Regions from separate parts of the Mus musculus genome. Here region 2 is linked to region 1. Evidence: chromatin contacts called from public HiChIP or PLAC-seq data. All regions are on one chromosome and are shown on one strand. Each heading gives the region's core, a stretch centred on a gene start, on an enhancer-like site or on the middle of the called end of the contact. The rest is flanking DNA. Distances are from core to core; before and after follow the strand shown. Region 1 has its middle 840 kb from the start of Abca13. Region 2 holds the start of Vwc2 (von Willebrand factor C domain containing 2).

What was found. HiChIP or PLAC-seq counts read pairs in DNA pulled down with a chosen protein or histone mark.
Region 2: a contact with region 1 is called in an H3K27ac HiChIP or PLAC-seq map of VIP interneurons, with 15 times the contacts expected there. The contact joins the promoter of Vwc2 here to the enhancer-like site in region 1. A contact is called at or near these places in 1 of 39 promoter capture datasets (hippocampal neurons), 3 of 115 datasets of contacts at active chromatin or transcription factors (VIP interneurons, forebrain and stem cell-derived neural progenitor cells) and 1 of 9 other capture datasets (embryonic stem cells).

What each region holds. Positions count from the first base shown.
Region 1 is chr11:10,027,034-10,033,547 of GRCm38.p6, reverse strand. No RefSeq gene overlaps it. Among named protein-coding and RNA genes, the nearest start is that of Abca13, 840 kb to the right of the region's middle. Within about 2 kb of position 3,372, at least 3 of the 459 cell types and tissues checked have an H3K27ac peak or open chromatin away from gene starts, as enhancers often do. A contact at or near this core is called in VIP interneurons, where this site is marked.
Region 2 is chr11:11,110,829-11,117,342 of GRCm38.p6, reverse strand. Vwc2 (von Willebrand factor C domain containing 2) reads right to left here and starts at 3,327. Exons shown (of 4, transcript NM_177033.3): 1 at 2,834-3,327; 2 at 737-1,532. The coding sequence starts at 1,429.

The DNA of each region.
Region 1 (6,514 bases), core at 2,123-4,622:
CATATACACTGGATCTAATTAGCTCCAGAAATGCCAATGACTCAGACACTCACCTCAGTCATCAGGGTAGACATTGGTGTTTTTTATTCCAAGATTAGGGCATTTTTATTTTCTTTATTTTTTCTATGCATTTTGCTTCTCTTTTTTTTTTCAATAATTTGTGAGGAAAGTCCTGTCATCTCTTATAAGAATTATTACTTTAGTTCAAGAACCATTAAGAAAATTAATGATAAAATATTATACTCTGATAATTGCACAATGACATCCAAACTTTTGGTTGATAGGTTTTAAAATGTAGAGAACACCTTGCTATTGGTTGTCCCATCACCATACTCCCTTCTCTGTTGTACCCTGTGATCACCTTCTCACTTAAACCTTCTCACTTAAATTCTCTATCATTCTCTCCCCATCTTTCTTTCTCTCTCTCTCTCTCTCTCTCTCTCTCTCTCTCTCTCTCTCTCTCTCTCTCTCCCTCTCCCTCTCCTTCTCTCTCTCTCTCTCTGTCTCTCTCTCTCTCTCTCTCTCTCTCACACACACACACACACACACACACACACAAACACACACACATAAATTTATTTGGAGTAACCCAAAGAGGGAATAATGTTCTTTTCAGAATGCATGGTCACAAAAAACTAGAACACCTCCAACATGGGCCATTGTAATTGCTCTTTGATAATTTGTATCTATAGATACAAAACATTTTGATCACCAATCATGGAGCAATCAAGCTAGTACTAACCTGGAAGCTCTCTTTCTATAGCCAAACTCCATAATCACAGAAGGTGCGATGTAGACCTTCTAGGGAGAAAAGTTATCAATAGTCCTACCCACCTGTGAACCCCACCAAATACAACAAGAACCAACCTGTCAAGATACACACATGAGTGTAACAATGACAGAAATGTTATAGGTGTAGCCAATTGCTTTCTGATGGAGTTTGAGACCCACACCTCCCCCTGATGAGGCTACTCTTACTATTTTATTAAGTAGACATAGTATCAAACTGTCATCTAATTGTGTAACTTTGTATCCAAACAGTTGTATAGATTTAAGGACCCAGCTGAGAAAATTTCCTCTGCTGTAGACTCAGAAATTCACAACTGGTCAAAGATCTGATACTAAATGTCTATGGAGTGTTCCTACAAATGCAAAAACTATATTATATCGCCTGTCTTTCTAAGGCTAAGAAAATATCTGGAGTAAGGATTAAAGACTGCAAAAGCCAAAGATTGGGGAGACTGTTATGAAACAGTCTCTTCTGGATATGGCAAGACAACTACAGACATGCACTCGTAGCAGATGTGGTTGTCTGTAAAAGAAGCATGTAGGATCAATCCAGTAAACATTTCAACATGAAAGGATGAAAAATCATAAGCATCCACATGTAGCTGAAGAGCTATTTACTGAGAGTTGATGCTGATAAGAGAGTGAGAGTCGGGTATTTTATTTTTTAGAGATTTAGTCCCCAGTAGGGTAACTATGCTCCAGTACAAGACCACACACCATTATACATAAATGGATAGCACACATCAAACTCAATGGTGTGTGTGTGTGTGTGTATAGATGTAAAGTCAGGAGAGGAGTTGACAATGGTGGCTGGACCTGGGAAGAATTGGCAGAAAAGGGAAATATGAACAAAATACATTGCATCCATTATACAATTATCAAATAATTAGTAAAAATATTAAATTAAAATGCCAGTGTTGTGTATATATCTATAATGTGAGCATTCACAATGCAGATCTCTGCATTTCAGGCAATTGTTTAAGCTTATTATTTGAGAATTCATACATGTATAAGAGTTTTCATCAACTCTTCTGCGCTTCTTCCCCTCCAATTCTTTCCATAATACCCCCTAGCTTAACTTCGCAATTTCATGTGCTCTTTTCAAATAGGATTTTAGGGTTTTGTTGTTGCTATTGTTGTTGTTTTATTTATGTGAACATTTGCCTGAAGCATGAACTATTGTACATGCAGGGCCCTCAGAAGCCAGAGAAGGTTATCAGATAACTCATAGACAATTATGAGCCACCATATGGATGCTAGAAATGTAGCCTGGGTAATCTGCAAGAGCAGCAATGTTCGTAACCACTGAGCCATCTTTCCAACCACATAATATTGCGTATATGTGTATGTGTGTGTGTATATATATATATATATATACACATACATACATACATACTGGGGGAGAAACAGAGGTAGGCTGCCAGCCTGGGAAGGGGGCTGGGAAAGCAAATTAGAGGGCAGGTCAGGGCCCTCTTCTCGGGAGGTATATCCATATAAGGCAAACCTGCGACCACCCCCCTGCTCTCCGGGGTGCGGGCAGGGGCTCCTCATATATATATATATGAATCAGAGGCATACACACACACACACACACACACACACACACACACACACACACACACACATACGCACACACACACACATGTGTGTGTGTGTGTGTGTGTGTATTCAATGAAATAGTATATGAGAAAAAGCTGTTTCATGGACTACTGTCTGAACAAACGGTTTCATTGAATGTAGTCTAAAAAGTCTGTAATATTGAAGACTTGTAACTATGAAATCTTCAGAGAAGAGCTCCTCCCCATAGCATTCACTTCTAGACCAGGATCCTGCTGACCCACCATTTCAGGATTTGACTTCATCCTTTCCCATTTGTGTGTGCATTGAGGCCTGGTCACATTTAGGGAAGGATCAGACCAGGGAACCCATAATTTCTCCATTGTTCTCCACCTGGACATCTGAAGGGAAAACTCAGAAAATAGAACCACATCTCACCAAGAGATCTCTGATCTAAAAATGCTACAGTGAACTTAATTAATATGTCCTAGAACTATAGAATGAACATGATAATTTTTAAAATCCCAATTTAAAAACCTACATGAATTTTAAAATTGAGTTAATTAATTGCTCTATATTTACATCTAGCTAGACTTTCAACTGCAAAATTTGTGATTAGTGTATGAAAGTAATTAGTAATTCAAGGTTTCAAAACAAAATACCATGGAGTAAAATGCATGAGGTCAGCAGTGCCGACCACCCTGACTACCCAGTCCCTGCCCTGGGACCACCAGTACCATCATTTCTCCAAGCCACTTTTATTCGTGTACAGATGCTTTGTTTGTTGTGTTTTAAACAAAATGAGAACATTTTGGACATAATGCTCTACAAAGTATTTCACCTTCAAGGACCAGATAAAAGCCAGAGGGAAATCAGAAGATAGCAAAGAACATCATCTCAGCTGCATCACCAGCTGCCAGCTTCCCCTGGAGAACTACGTGACAATCAGGCATGATGGGCTGCTGGAGACAAACCAAGACAAATTCCACAGCCTATGAACAGGCCTAAAATCATCCATTCTGTACAAAAATTTCTGCTGAGTTGTTGTTAATGCTGAAATCTGAAGTTAACAGCCAGGCAGACAGACACAGCAAGGATACTTGCAGCCTCTGTCTCTCTTGCTGTTTGCTACATCCACTCCAGTAGTGACTCACTTGACAGGCCTAAAAACCTGGAAGCAGTCCTGAGGCAAAGAGTTTCAATGAAACTCAGCCTCCTGGAACCTTGGCATTCCCATAGCTAGAATGCCCCAGATTTGTCCCTGCAATACTGTGGAGGGTCTTGCATGCTTTCTTACAGTATTTTACTGGATAAGAGTTAGAAATCTCAGGGAAAGCTTAGCAAAGTATACTTAGAATCTTCAGTACAGTCAGGTATAACAGGCTACATTGCATATTAGAAGCAAGTTGGTGAATTCTTCTGACAAATGGAGATTCCCTACAAATACTTAAAAGTACAGCCAAGTTACCTTCATATTCAAGAATTTTACCAAGGCCTAGGAAATAGGGGGGGTGTGTGGTATTGCATTATTCATGAGAAGGTCTTCTAGAGCTTTCACAAGTGCTCAAAGGAGTAGCACAAATTGTGACTAGGGTGTGAAATCATAGCTGACCCTAAGCAGAGCTGTTTTATCTTTACTGTAAATATTACCTGGTTCCTGTAAGTCCTTTTGAAGTCACTCCTTTGTTTTACGTCAGGTAACTTCAATGTACTTTGCCTGCTGTGACTTCCTACCCCTTTGTTTTCTGTATTATGTAAGACTGGTGTTCACTTTGTAACAATACACTCAGATTCTACACAATCTCTCTCGTGCCACTTCTGTTTGTCATTTGCTGACTCCTTGTCTACCTGCAACTAGAGACCTGTTATATGCAGACATGGACCAAAAAGGGTCTGTGGCAGCTGTTACCAGGTCTGCCATAAATGCTGGTAATGTGTTGATTGTTTCTACCATTTCTTAATAAAAAGAATTGGGAGTGGCTTTTCTTGGAGACCAGTTTCTTGTTGTAGTGGGAGGTTTGTTTTACTGACTTTGTGGGTACATTTTACTAGTGAGGCTTCCAAAGTGCTTGGAAAACAGTAGTGTCCCTGGTAATATATGTTTACCGCATTCAGAGCCTTACCTTGTTATGACAGCCCTTCAAAAAGGTTCATGCTCTGTGACCTACGTAGCTGACTGGGTTGCCTTATAGGGTAGAACACAAACTGGTACCTTGCACATTCTTAGTCAAGAAGAAAACTCTTTTTATTGTTGGACTGAAAAACATACATGTGGCTAAACATGTAGAAATTGTAGTCTTTGTGTAAGTTGCTTTTTTCTTTCATTTGCTGTGATCAAAATATACCATAGAAACACTGTTAGGGAGGAAAGTTTTGTTTGGCCTCATGGATAAGAACTCTTTAATTCTATTCCTGGCTGGGAAGGCCTGGAGGGCAGAGGCAGGTCTGTACATGGTTGTGGGAGAATGGAGTGGCTAGTTATTTGTCAGCAGTCCAGGAAGAAAGCAGAATGGCTCTTACAAGAGATAGGCATGAACTTCTGAAGCCTGCCTGTACTGCTGAATTCTTGTAGCCAAGGTCTACCTCCTGTAGGGGTCCCAGACTCAAATAGTATGTAAGCACAGTGTCTTATTCTGCAGAAGTCCAAAATACTGGGTCTCCCATTACCAGAATAGAGAGATAACCAAGTGATCTTGCAGTCTTGATTTAAAGTACATTAGGGAACTCCAGGTTAGTTGACCTCTTTGTTAATCTGTTGGATACGTCTCTATGGAAATTCCATTACCTTACCAGTGTGTGGGTGCTGGAAACACGCTGGGGAGGTCTGGAAACTGTTGCTGGAGGAGTAGCTGAGGAAGTCTGGAAACTGCTGCTGACCCATTTTCCTTGCCTCAGGCTAGGTGATGGGGTAGCTTCTGAGGCCTGGGCTGGCCAGGAATTGCTCACTTCTTAGGCCTCGTCTTCTTAACTGCCTATTTGAAACCCCTCATGGAACCAGCCTAGCCTTCTCACTCCTAATATCACTAGATATGTTCTATTCATTCAAACAAGATTCTCAAGCCATAACACTCTATATTTAGCCACTAAATGTTTATGATTATATGGAATATGTTAAATGCCACATCAAGAGTCCTCATACTCACAGTAGTTCTGACACTCTTCAGAATATCAAATTCAAAGTCTGTTAGGACTCAAGAAAAGTATTAAATGTAAGCTGCTCTGAAATCAAAGTGAATGTTACTTACCTCGAATGTATATTGGTGTGGAATAAAAATTCTCATTCTAAAAGAAAATAATGAGTAGGTAACAAGGCCAGGCACTGTAGGAACTAAAAAGGGGCCTAGGGGAAGAGGGGGAGGAAAGACCCACACCCTGACAGAGTTCCACCTATGATCTGGACAGGCAGACATGGGAGGGCTGCCAGATGCTTTCCACTCAGCCCCAAGTGGGCATCCAAGCCTCTGACCCACTTGTCAGGAGGTGGACAAGGGGCTGCCCACCCTGGGGGGCCCGGGATTACTCTCTGTAGACCCAGGGTTATGGGAGACAGGGAAGAGAGCTTCCCAAACATGCAAGAGTGAGCACATCCTTGATGAGCAGAGACTGCCTATGGTTTTAGAGCTTTATTATAGAAAGGCAGGGAGAAAGAGAGAAGGGAGGTGGGGCTAGAGAGAAATCTAGTAAGGAGGGAGAGAGGAGAGGAGAGGAGGGGAGGGGAGGGGAGAGGAGAGGAGAGGAGAGGAGAGGAGAGGAGAGGAGAGGAGAGGAGAGGAGAGGAGAGGAGAGGAGAGGAGAGGAGAGGAGAGGAGAGGAGAGGAGAGGAGAACACAAAGAGAGAGGAGAGAGGGGTGAGAGAATTGAGAGGTAAGAGAACAAAGGAATGAGAGGAATAAGACAGCAAGGAGGGGCCAAACAGCCCCTTTTAAAGTGAGCTGCTATCTTTTCTGTTGCTAGGTAACTTTGGAGGAGTTTAGCCTGAAGGTCAGAAGCTTGGGACAATGCCCACATGACTTCTAGCCATGCTTCTCTTGTGGGGGCTGTGGGGGGTTGGTAACTTAGGCAGGAGCCAGAGTTCTAGGAGCATGAGGGAAGGCTTACCGTGTCATGTAGGTGAATTATCACCCTTCCAGAGTTCAGACCTTAGCTCGACTGGAGAACAGCCTGTCTG
Region 2 (6,514 bases), core at 2,078-4,577, 1.1 Mb before region 1:
CTACCTTTAGAACATTTAAGAAATATTCTCTGCCTCAGTTTCTTCTTTCTAAAACAGAAATAGATAATCTACCTCCTAGCCTGATCTATCACTCTATGTGAGAACCTTAGCCTGGAACCCAATGCAGAAGATCAAGAGAAATAAAATGCATTGCATTTCTCTAAGGTTAAAACACTTAACCACAAACTGGGCTTCTTGATATTGCTTTCCAGCATGCTTTGACAACTAGTAAGTAAAAATATTTTCTTTTGATACTTAGAACAGTTATTTGTTAGTCTGAACTCCAGATCTGGGGGAATGGCTTATGCATATGAATGGTCTTCCTTAATTAGCCATTAACTAAAGACTATGTCCCAAGTGGCAGGGTAATTTACACCGTGTTTGAAAACAGGTTGAGCACTTCACTTCTAAATTAGGAGCAATGAATTCATGCTGAAAGTGTAGCCAATAACCCCCGCAGCTGTTCCCTTAGTGTCAAGGCTTCAGTCCAAAGTAACCTTTTTACAGCAAATACCTGATCAGCCAATAAAGAGTGCCCACATAGTTCTACCAAGGACTATCCCAGCACGGAAGAAAGGGCATCTTAAAGGGGTACCAAACTGCCCTCTACTTCTGAGAATGAGGGAGATCATTCTCTTCAAAGAGAGAGGGGTGGGGTGGGGATATGCCACAGAACCAAAGCCATTGTGCCCCTTTTCAGAAGGTGCCAAGTCGCCAGCAGGCGCTTGCCTCTTACCACAAACTCCTCCAAAGTCTGGTAGGTCTTGCCCCGGAACTCGCAGTAGTTCTTCTTCTCCTTGCACTGCGGACAGCACTGGCTGTTGTCGACGTGGATGCAGCGCGGGTGAAGCCGTGGGCACTCTGGCTGTGCGCAAAGGGGCCCCTCCTCCGTACACAGACACGGGCAGGCTGAGGGACCTGGGGCGAACTTCTCCCCGATCGCATACACGAAGCCACTCTCGTCCACACAGCCCTTCCCGCGGTAGTCCGGGTAGGCGTATTCCTCAGGCAGCTCCGGTGTGGGAACGAGTTCCAGGCTGATAGCTTCCTGGGCGGCGGCCGGGGGCTCCCCCTGTGGGGTATCCCCGCGAGGCCGGACCTGCCAGTCCGCGGCCTTGGCGCTCCCGCCCTGGGCAGCCCAGGCCTGCTTCTGCTTGCTCCACGCCTCCCGGCCCGAGAGCGCGCGGCTGCCCTTGCTCTTCCAGTCCCGGGCACTGCTGCCCTCGTCCCTCGAGGCGCGCCCGAGCTCGCTCACCCGCCCCGGGCTGTCCCGAGACGCGTGCTCGCGCTTCTCCTGGCCGGGTTGCTCAGGAGCTTGGGCCAGCTTCTCCAGCGGGATGCTCGGACTGCACAGAGCCACCATCAGGCAGCAGGTGACCAAGAGGGAACTGGAGAGCGCGCCAACTGCCATCGCAGAGGAGCTAGGCATCCCCTACCACGTCCCGGCGGGCGGGCGGGCGGGGAGCGCGGACGATGAGCGAGTCGCATTCACAGCCCGGGGGCGCGCCGCTGCCAGCCTGGAGTCGCCGTCCCTGCGGAGAGAACAGCAGTACAACTGAGCTCCGCGGCTCGCGCGCACCTCGGCCCCGCCGTAGCCCCCTCCCGACCCGGCGCCGCCCGGGCTCTAGCATCCCTCTAGATTAACGAGCTGGACGCCGGGGGCGGGGGCAACTTGCCCAGTGTCTGGTATATAACGAGGTTCTCAGACATCACACATGTGCAGGAATACACAGCAAGCCAAGTTGGAGAAAAACACCGGCCGCGAGGGTCTCCTGCAGTGGAGATTAGTGCTGGAGATGGTCACCGTTAGGATGCGGAGCCCAGAAAAATGCAGCAAGTCGGGCGGGTGCGGGCTGCAAGGCTTGCACTCAAAGCTCAAATCCTGGCACCTGGGCTGGCCCTCCCTAAGTCTTGGCCGCATTTCCCGCAGGTTTCTAAACAGAGAATTCCGCAGTGGAGTTGGAGACTGACAAACGTGCGCGCAAATTAAAGAGAAACCCTTCCTCTCCTGCCCAAGGGGTTTGTGCATGGAAAGGAAGCTGGGGGAGAAGTGAGAGAAAAAGAAAAACACCCCCTTCCAACAAAACCAAAACCTTGCTGCTACTCTGAAGACCCCACAACTCATTTGTAACTTCTTAGATGCCTGCTCTCTAGGGAGTACATGCCCCTCTGTTCTCTAACCTAGGCACTATCTGGGCTTTGCCTGGTTGGCCGGGTCCAGGATTCCTGAGGCTTTACTCCTTAGCCGCTACCCCACTTCCAGTATTGGCTCTTCACTAGGAGATGTGGAGGGTGACTGTGAGCGCTGCTTCCGGCTAGAGCGCTATCTTGGAGTAGCAAATAACCTGGAGGGGTCTTGGTGATGGATAAGTGATGCTCGCCCAGGGAGTACTGAGAAGGAAGGAGGGGAGTGCAGGGTCATAGGACTAGGGCCAAGGCTATCTTACTGAAGGGCCTCTTCCAGCCTTTTGTGGATCTCAAAGTTTCTGCCACCCAAAGGAGTCTAGAGCCCCCCAGGCATCGCTGGGTACAGACATTCCAGTCTCTATTTGCTTCTGCCAAACACTCACCCTCTCCGTGCGCACCAGTGCCTCTGTCCCCCTCTATCTCTGCCAGCCCTTTCTATTAGGACTCCAATTAAGGCTGGCCTCTGGCTCACCGCCAATGCCAGTGGACCTCAGCTCAGGGCGAGTCGCCCATATTTAAAACTTGGCAGGCAGGAAGGGGTCCTCTCCTTCAGATCGGCCATAGAGTACTTTCCGGGGGCGTCCCCATGCCTGCGGTGCGGACCTCCAACATGCACCCTCACCCCGGCGGAGTGGCACCTACATACATGAGCTCAGGACGCAGGAGGGACGCCGGGCTGTAGCGGGCGCGGCCCTGGGGCTCCAGTGCCCATCCTGGTACCGGCCGGGCACCAGCGCAGGGCGGACCGCGGAGAGCACAGTCCGACCTGCGCGCTCCACCAGGCGCATGCACCTAGCTAGAGCATTTGACCCAGCCTGTTCATCTGGCTGCTGGTGGCCGGTAGCCTTCTTGGAGTCCTGTCAGTGCCCGTGTTGCCTTCTGCCTGTCATCCCTGGGTTTCTCCTCCCTGAGTCTCCACCATGAAGCGTGCTCTAGGGAGTCGCCAGAGCCCAGTCTTGCTCTCCTTGCTAGCCAGGCAAAGAATTTCTCCAAACCGAGCTCGCGGACCAGTGGGCAGCCTCTGCGCCCTGGGGGAGAGGAGCAGCTCGGAGCGCGTCCCGAGGGCCAATGGGATTCAGGCTGGCTGAGAGCCGCACGCCCGCCGCCTGTCGCAGCTGCCTAGCGTAGGGCTCACACCCCGCTCCCTCCTCCGCTGCCCACGCTCACGAGGCGTCGCCACCAGGGCTGGCGTTGCCCTGCCCTCGGTGGGTAGGAAACCTGAGCAGCACGCGCTGCCCTGGCAGCCGCTGCTCAGCCCACCTGTCAGGCTCACTCAGGCTTCCTTCTCAGACTTGTCACTCACTCCCCTCTGGACCTTTCATCTTAGCTTTTCTTCTTTCTGTTTATTCTTTTCTTTAAAATCCTCTCCCCTAATTGGCCCCCTCTGGCTTTGCTCTCAGTGAACAGATTGCTTTTGCTGCTGTTGGAAATGTAAACCAAACTGTTGAGTTTGGAATTCCAAGGATGTGTTAGCAGAGACTGTAGGGAGGTTTATTCCACCTTTACATCCAGAAACCCAGAGGAACAGACAAGGACGAACAAGAAAGGTGGAAGATTTCAAACAGCATACACTCTGGTTCTCCTCTACCACAGAGGCTGGCTGCTGCAGCTGCTGCTGGCTTCTTCGAATGCTGATGTCAGTTCGCTCCCCTTTGATCTTGAAGGCAGAATCTGCTTTTTTTTTTTTTTTTTTCCTTTCTTGGATAAAGGACTAAAGGCCAGTGGTATATGTTCAAATTAATCTCCAAAGTGAGATGTCTAAGGAAATATCTATTTCTTGGACAGTGGTTACTCTCCATGCCAACGGTGCTCAGATAGGGACACACAACTTTGCAGGGTCAGGCCTTTGGGAGTGAAGGAACTATTTTCTCCGCCTCTGTGTAGTTGATGAATCAAGGTTTAAGTGGAGACCTGAAAGAATAAGACCTGGAAATTCCTTGGGAGGCTGCTTTTCCTTACATATAGCCACATGCACACTGGCAAAAATTTAGGGAATCTCTATGACCAAGATAATTTGCTGGCTTGTTCCTCAAGACTTGTTTAGCATGCCTTCTTAGACTGACAGTCCAAGGGTGGCACCACTTACAATGGGTTTCTACCTCACACCAATCACTAATTAAGACAATTGTCATAAAGGTTGTCTACAGCCTGATCTTATGCAGGCATTTTCTTGGTTGCTGTTCCTTCCTCGAAAATGACTCCAGCTTGTCTCAAGTTAAAATAAAAACCAATCCGGACGATTAACCCCTTGTCAAGTGACATACAGACCATCACTTTTCAGTTAGAACCTTTCCTTTCTCATTTGTTCCCAAGATGGGTTGTTAATATTAATATTGTGCCAGGTGGTGGTAGTATAAACCTTTAATCCCAGCACCTTAATCCCCGAGAGGCAGGTGAATCTTGAATTAGAGGCCAGCCAGCTCTACAGAGCAAGAGAGTGAGTTAGGATGGTCAGAGCTACATAGGGAAACCCAGTGTCTATAAACCAAAGAAAACTAACATTGCAATATAAAACATACATAACTGAAAGTTCTGCATTCTTTACAAGTCCAAGCACTTTTTAAAAATCAGTCTCTTTAAAATAACTTGTCTCTTTTAGAATCCAAAGCCTCTCTAGCAATCCAGTCTCTATAAAACTTCAAAATCTCGTTGAAAGTTCAAGTCTCTCAACTGTGAGCTATGAAATTAAATGTTATTATTATTATTATTTTTTTATCCCAAGAGGGAAGAACCAGGGCAAAGTCACAATTCTAACAAAGAAAAACTGAAGTCCTGTGGGAAGCCACATGTGCCGTTGCAGAGTGGCGCTGGCTACTGCTGGCCACCACTCATAAGTTTGGACAAACAACCAATGTGTACATATGCAGTAAAGCTTTTTGCCAAGTCACTGCCTAGCCCGGGCATGTTAAAGAGGTACTGAGAATATAACCAATCAGATGTGAGACATGCAAATGAGGTATGTTAATGAGATTCTATGAGGTACTGAGAGAGAGTAGCCAATCAGATGAGGAACATGCAAATGAGGCATAGTGCATAACCAATCCGGGTGTGAGACACACCTCTCCTAGGCCTATATAAGCAGCACCAGTTCTGGGCTCCGGGTCTCTTCACCTCTGCAATCAAGCTCTCCCAATAAACGTGTGCAGAAGGATCCTGTTGCAGCGTCGTTACTGCTGGCCAGTCCAGCGCGCAAGACAAGAAAGTCCAACACTGTAAAGCTCAATGTCAGAAATCTGGGGATTCATTCACAATCTTCTGGGCTCCTTCAGGGGGGTTAGGCACACAGAACTTATCTCCTAGGTTCCTGCTGACTCTGTTCTACATCTGCTGCTGCCATTGGGGGTTGTCCCATGATATTGGCATCTCCAGCCTTTCCTGGGCTTTCTTTGGGGACTCTGACCATGCTATTCAGGATCAAGCTTTAACTTCCCTCCATAACACATTCAGTTCTGGGGCTTTGACTGCAACGGAGGCTGCATCCGTTGACATCCGTTGGCATCACATGAGTGACTTTGACACTACCAAGTTAGGTTGCTGGAATAAGGAACAGCCTTGGCTGCCTCTGGATCACAACTTTCTGTGCCGACTCCAAAGAAAGACTTCCCAGAAGAGTTTTTCTTGATGATCCTGATCTCTTCTTAAACAGTGTTTATCTCTTAGCTCCAGCTGATCAGCACCAATTGCTCCAGTAAAGCAAAGGTTTTGCTTCAGTGGTGTTGGTCTGCTGTTAATCATTTCTGTTTCTTCTGCTCCAGCTGACCAGAAACACAGACTCTTAATTCAAAATAGTGTACGATCTGGATGGAATCTTTAATCTTCCCTCTCTAAAACTCCACAGACCAGGATTTTATCATCTGTATTTCTCTCAGGATTCTTAGCTCCCAAGGTTCCTAGGAGTATCCCATTGGTCTCTGAGTACTCAATGGCTTTCCCAGCCCCAAGTTCCAAAGACCTTCTACAACCCTCTCCAAAAGAGCATGATCAGATCTGTCACTGCAATACTGTCCTCCTTATAACATACCACAACCCCTATACACAACAACTAAACAAAGGAGATTTTGCCAGCACAGCAGGAATTTGTCCTTCATCTCTTGCTGATGCAGTGGCTTTCTGAGGTCCATTTTCCTCCCTGCTTCTCATGTTTCCTTTCTTCTTTTTCAATTTCCTTCCTCTTCTCTTTCCCTCTCTTCCTTATTTTGTCTTTTAGGTTAGGGAGTGAATAACAGCAGCAGAAAGGCCTTTGTCAGGGAGTAAGGTGACACCTGCCTTATCCAACTCCACCAAGCCTAGCTTTAAAACATGGGGTTCTAATATCTTTAAAAGAAAA